Linked DNA regions of Macaca fascicularis: region 1 is linked to region 2. A link is a contact called in public Hi-C data. All regions are on one chromosome and are shown on one strand. Each heading gives the region's core, a stretch centred on a gene start, on an enhancer-like site or on the middle of the called end of the contact. The rest is flanking DNA. Distances are from core to core; before and after follow the strand shown.

Region 1 (2,799 bases), core at 189-2,688, 120 kb before region 2:
TCACATACCTGTCCTGTGGGTTGTAGGAACTGATTATGGAACCGGCCATAGCACGAGTGCTTGCGTTGTCACTAATTGCACCAAGACTGGCTGTGTCTTTGGGGAAAATTTCCTTTTGGACATCGGCTTGAACTTCTAACCTGTGTAAAGAGGGGACGTTCAAGTTAATATGAGACCTGAGTATTCCAAGACAGTCTGCTTCCTGGCACACATCTCTTCCATTACTCTCCTGCAAACTGTGGTTGTCTGATCTCCAATTGTCAAACAGCGCAAATAGATGCCCATACATTTTTTCTCTTAAATATCTATTGAAATCGTCCCCTCCTTTCTATCCCCACAGCTACTGCTTAACTTAAGGTTTTCATCATCTCCTGCCTGGACGACTACAATTGGGCTCCCTCTCCAGTAGCCCTTAAGTCCAAGTCAAACAACCTCTAGAACAGTGCCAGTGTGAATAAAGAACCAATCACTCTAACAATTCTCTAATTCTTGGCTCCCTACTGCCAACAGGCATTTAAGATCTTCCTGATCTGCCAGGAAGCTCTCTGTCCAGTTCTATTACTCCCTATAGATCCGAAATCATAGTCACTCTGAATTTTTTCTTTCTTTAAATACCTATACATTTTATACTTCCGTGACTTTGCACACGCTATTTCGTCTCTCTAGACATTTCCTTTCTCTACCAGACAAACTTATACTCAGTCCTTAACAACAAAGGAAACATCACTTCCCCTTTCATCCCAGCAAACCATTCACTTCTTGCTAAGTACCCCCATAGCACCTGCCTACTTATTATTTTTTTTAGAGGGAGTCTCACTCTGTCACCCAGGCTGGAGTGCAGTGGCACGACCTCGGCTCACTGCAACCTCTGCCTCCCAGGTTCAACCGATTCTCCTGCCTCAGCCTCCCAAGTAGCTGGGATTACAGGTTCCCACCACCACACCCAGCTAATTTTTGTATTTTTAGTAGAGATGGAGTTTTACCATGTTGGCCGGGCTGGTCTTGAACTCCTAACCTCAGGTGATCGCCCACCTAAAAAAGGTGCTGGGATTACAGGCATGCGCAGGCCCTGCCTACTCATTATTATGCATCTCTGACTCCTCTGTTAACTCCACAAAAGGAGAAACCACAACTCATTCATACTTTACCTTCCCTGCCTTGCACATAATAGCAAATCAAACATTTAACAATCAAATTACCGCCAGGGAATGAGACTGAAGGACATACAGGAGCCAACCTCTTCCCTCCTCTTGGAGCAGCAAACTTTCCCAGTAGTATGTTAGAGCCCATAACTATTTCCTTTCTTGGCTCCAACACCACTTTGTTGCACACTTAAGTATTTCCTCATAATGGGTTTCACAGTCAAACCCATCTGACTCATTCATTTCCTATAAAATAAAGGCTTTCACAGAACTAGAACAGCTGGACTGGCTAAGCTGCAGTTTCAGCAAGTCAGTCTCCAATTATGTCTGTCTGCTTATTTACAGGGGTGTTGGTTTTAAGAAAGCACAGCAGTGAATACGCCAGCATGTGGGGGCGGGATCCCCTGACAAGAGACAACCAGAGTCATGAGATGCACAGACGGGTCAGTAGCAGCCTGCAGCTGCACATTCAAGCAGCTTCCATCCTACTGCCTGAGCCTTTGCTCTGCTGCTCCAGCCTCAGGTGCCCTTCAAAAATGTGCCAAGGCCCAGGGAAATGAGGGAATGCATGGAAAGTGCATAGTGTCAGAGACCTGGGGTCTAGTTTCGGGTCTGCCACAGAATCACTCTGAGTTGGAAGAGTCTTTCAGAAAGGCCTCCTACTTACATGGTTCTCAGATGCTGGTTCATGCAATGGCTGTGCTAGAATTACCTGGGGAGCTTTTTCAAAACACAGATCACCCCCTAGGTGCCACTCCAGGAAATTCTAAGTTATAAATTCTGGGATGGGGCCCTGAAGTCTATTTTTAGGAGGCTCCCAGGTGACTGACAGGCACTCAGGTGTGAGATCCAGTCCACCTGCCATCTGTTGCTCGAATCCTTCTTATAGCCAAATGGCCATCTGGTCTCACTGTAAACATTTCCAGGGATAGGCAGCTCAGTATCTACTAAGGTAGCCTTTTTCCTCTTTGGGCTTTCATGTTGCTTTTCCCTGTATTCACTATACTGAACAAAAATTAGTTTCCCTTTAGCTTCTGTCAAGTCATAAATATACATGACTATAATCTACCTTTTGGTATGAGGCATAGAAGTCTAATCCTTTTCACAGTTGAAGGTCCTTCAGATAGCTGAAGGCAACCATCTCCCTCTTCCTATCCTGCTTTGTTCTACCTTTACCCCCACCAGGCCTTTCTTCTCCATTGCATTCAACTAACTGCTTCTCAGGCAACATGTTATGCTCCTCTGAAAATATATACTCTGGTCTGCCTAACTAGTGAAATAACCAAGCAAGTCACAACCTTTCTAGTTACAAAGCTTTACATATTTTCAACACAAGTACATAGAATTGATTTCCCTTACCTAGCAAATGGAAACAGAAAGGTAATAAGGATTGCAATATCAATAAACCAGCTGGGAGCAATGGTTCATGCCTATAATCCTAGCACTTTGGGAAGCCGAGTTGGGAGGATGGCTTGAGGCCAGGAGTTCAAGACCAGCCTGGGCAACAGAGCAAGACCCCATCTCCACAAAAAATTTAAAACGTTAGCTGGGTGTGGTGTGTGTACTTGTAGTTCTAGCTACTCAGGAGGCTGAGGTGGTAGGATTGTTTGAGTCCAGAAGGTTGAGGCTGCAGTGAGCCATGATTGTGCCACTGCAC
Region 2 (2,934 bases), core at 194-2,693:
TTGCAGTGAGCCGAGATCGTGCCACTGCACTCCAGCCTGGTGACAGAGCGAGACTCCGTCTCAAAAAAAAAAAAAAAAAAAAAAATTGATTGTTAAAACTGATAAAACTGTACGCCTAAGATCTGTGAATTTCATCATATATGAATTGTGTCCATGGCAGGTGGCACTCAAAATATTCCTCAGGCGGGCATGGTGGTTCATACCTGTAATCTCAGCACTTTGGAAGGCCAAGGTGCGTGGACCACATGAGGTCAGGAGTTTGAGACCAGCCTGGCCAACATGGTGAAACCCCGTCTCTACTAAAAATACAAAACAGTTAGCCGGGCATGATGGTGCACACCTGTAGTCCCAGCTACTCAGGAGGCTGAGGCAGGAGAATCGCTTGAACCTGGAAGGTTGCAGTGAGCCGAGATCACACCAGTGCACTCTAGGCTGGGCAACAAAGTGAGACTCTGTCTCAAAACAAACAAACAAAAAATCCCAAAGAGCCCCCAAAGACTCCTGCCTACTGGTGTGCATGCCCTTGTATCATCCCCTCTCACACTGTATCAGGTTGGTCTATTTGGCAGAAGTAATGGGGTGTCACTCCTGAGATTAGTTATAAAAGACACTCACTGCAGGCTGGACACGGTGGCTCACGCCTGTAATCCCAACACTTTGGGAGGCTGAGGCAGGTGGATCACCTGAGGTCAGGAGTTCAAGACTAGCCTGACCAACATGGTGAAAACCCATCTCTACTAAAACATACAAATAATTAGCCAGGTGTTGTGGTAGGTGCCTGTAATCCCAGCTACTCGGGAGGCTGAGGCAGGAGAATTGCTTGAACCTGGGAGGTGGAGGTTGCTGTGAGCTGAGATCGCACCATTACACTCTAGCCTAGGAGAAAAGAGTGAAACTCCATTTCAAAAAAGGAAAAAAGACACTGCAGTTCTGTCTTGGTCTCAATCTCTCTTTCCCTCGGGTCACTTATTCTGGAGAACCCATGTGTTAGGCATCCCTGTGAAAAAATCCAAGGGGCAAGAAACTAAAGCCTCCCGCCAACAGCTATGTAAGTGAGCTTGCAAGTGGATTCTTCAGCTCCAGCTAAGGCTTTCAGATGTTGGCAGCCCTAGCTGTCTGCTTGACCACAAACTCATGGGAGACCCTGAGCCAGGCCACGTGGCTAAGCTGCCTCCTGATTCCTGGCCTTCAGAAACTGGGTGAGGTAATCAATGTTTGTTGTTTTAAATTAGTAAGTTTTGAGGTTGTTATGCAGCAATAAATGATGAATATAATATTTCAATAAAAGAGACATGTAGGGAAAAATATTCTAAGTGCTCCTGGCCCAGATGGCTTTCCCAGGGACTTTCAAGTGCTTTCTATGACTCAGACTTCTGGGCTCAGCCTCTATGCTAGGGAGATGGTGGCCTTAGGGAACTCTGTCTAGACAATAGGACCAAAATAGCCACAGACTCTGCCCACCAAACCAGCCCCACAGCAGCTGTACACAGGGCTCAGGCCCACACTTGCTATGCAGAGAGGACTCCAGAAATGCTCCCTGACCATGTGGTCACAGCTGCAGCAGGAATCCACTCAGAGCTCAGATGCTGCCATGGTTTGAATGTTTGTCCCCTCCAAAACTCGTGTTGAAGGTTAATCTCGAGTGTGGCAATACTGAGAGGTGGGGCCTTTGAGAGGTGATTGGGCCATCAGGCCTCGGCCCTAATGAATGGATTAATTCATTCATGGATTAATGGATTGAGGGAGTAATGGGTTCTCAGGAAATGGAACTGGTGGCTTCATAAGAAGAGGAAGAGAGACCTGAACTGGCTTGCACAGCCCCCTTGTCATGCGATGCCCTGTACCACATTGAGACTCTGCAGAAAGTCCCCACCAGCAGAAAGGTCCTCATCAGATGCAGCTCCTCCACTTTGGACTTAACAGCCTCCATAACTCTAAGAAATAAATTCCTTTTCTTTATAAATTACCCAGGTTCAGGGATTCTGTTATAAGCAACAGAAAATGGATTAAGACAGATGCTAATAACAGCTGCTATTTCTTTCTGTGTCCCAGGTAATAGGCAAAGTGCTTTGCGTGCATCTTTTTATTTACTCCTTCCAACAACCCTCCAGAGAAGATATTATTAAACCTACTTTACAGTGGAGAAAACTGAGACTCAGAAAACTGAAGCAAATTGGTAGGGTCATAGAACTACTAAGTGATGTGGCAGCTTTAGATAGAAATCCAGATTTGTCTAGTTCCCAAACCCAGAGGCAGGGAAGCAGTAACCACAGACTCGAAAACACTTTTTTCATCTATTGTCTGTGATGCTTTTCATGGGAGAATGAGCTACACATTCTGCTATCAGGGAAAAGTCTGCAAATCTCAACCCAGACTCCCTAGGTCAATGTACAAAGAGATTAGACTGGCAGATGCTATCAGAGTCACCAAGAGTCTCAGAGATCGTGGGAATCTCAGAGTGGGGAACTGAGACCCAAAGAGGCAAGTGAATCCTTTCTAAGGACTCCCTGCCCAGTGTCTTCACACCACTTTGCCCTGCCTCTTGCCACATGAGATGGAAATAGTTGCCATGTGGGAGAAACATGAGGGCAAAGAGTGGTTTTGGAGTGGGGAAAGCGGTGAAAAGGGGAAGTCAGGCTGGGCACGGTGGCTTATGCCTGTAATCCCAGCACTTTGGGATGCCGAGGTGGGCAGATCACAAGGTCAGGGGTTCAAGACCAGCGTGGCCAACATGGTGAAACCCTATCTCTACTAAAAAAATACAAAAATTATTAGCCAGGCGTGATGGCATATGCCTGTAATCCCAGCTACTCGGGAGGCTGAGGCAGGAGAATCGCTTGAACCCGGGAGGCAGAGATTTCAGTGAGCCGAGATCACACCAGGGCAACAAGAGCGAAACTCCATCTCAAAAAAAAAAAAAAAAAAGAAAGAAAG

What was found. A called contact is a pair of places that touch in the nucleus more often than the background predicts.
Region 1: a Hi-C map of skeletal muscle shows a contact between it and region 2, with 6 times the contacts expected there. The contact joins two enhancer-like sites.

Annotation. Positions count from the first base shown.
Region 1 is chr1:202,055,135-202,057,933 of T2T-MFA8v1.1, reverse strand. The region is part of intron 7 of RNF19B (ring finger protein 19B); the gene reads right to left. Among named protein-coding and RNA genes, the nearest start is that of RNF19B, 26 kb to the right of the region's middle. Within about 2 kb of position 1,438, at least 1 of the 6 cell types and tissues checked has an H3K27ac peak or open chromatin away from gene starts, as enhancers often do.
Region 2 is chr1:201,938,095-201,941,028 of T2T-MFA8v1.1, reverse strand. No RefSeq gene overlaps it. Among named protein-coding and RNA genes, the nearest start is that of AZIN2, 14 kb to the right of the region's middle. Within about 2 kb of position 1,443, at least 2 of the 6 cell types and tissues checked have an H3K27ac peak or open chromatin away from gene starts, as enhancers often do.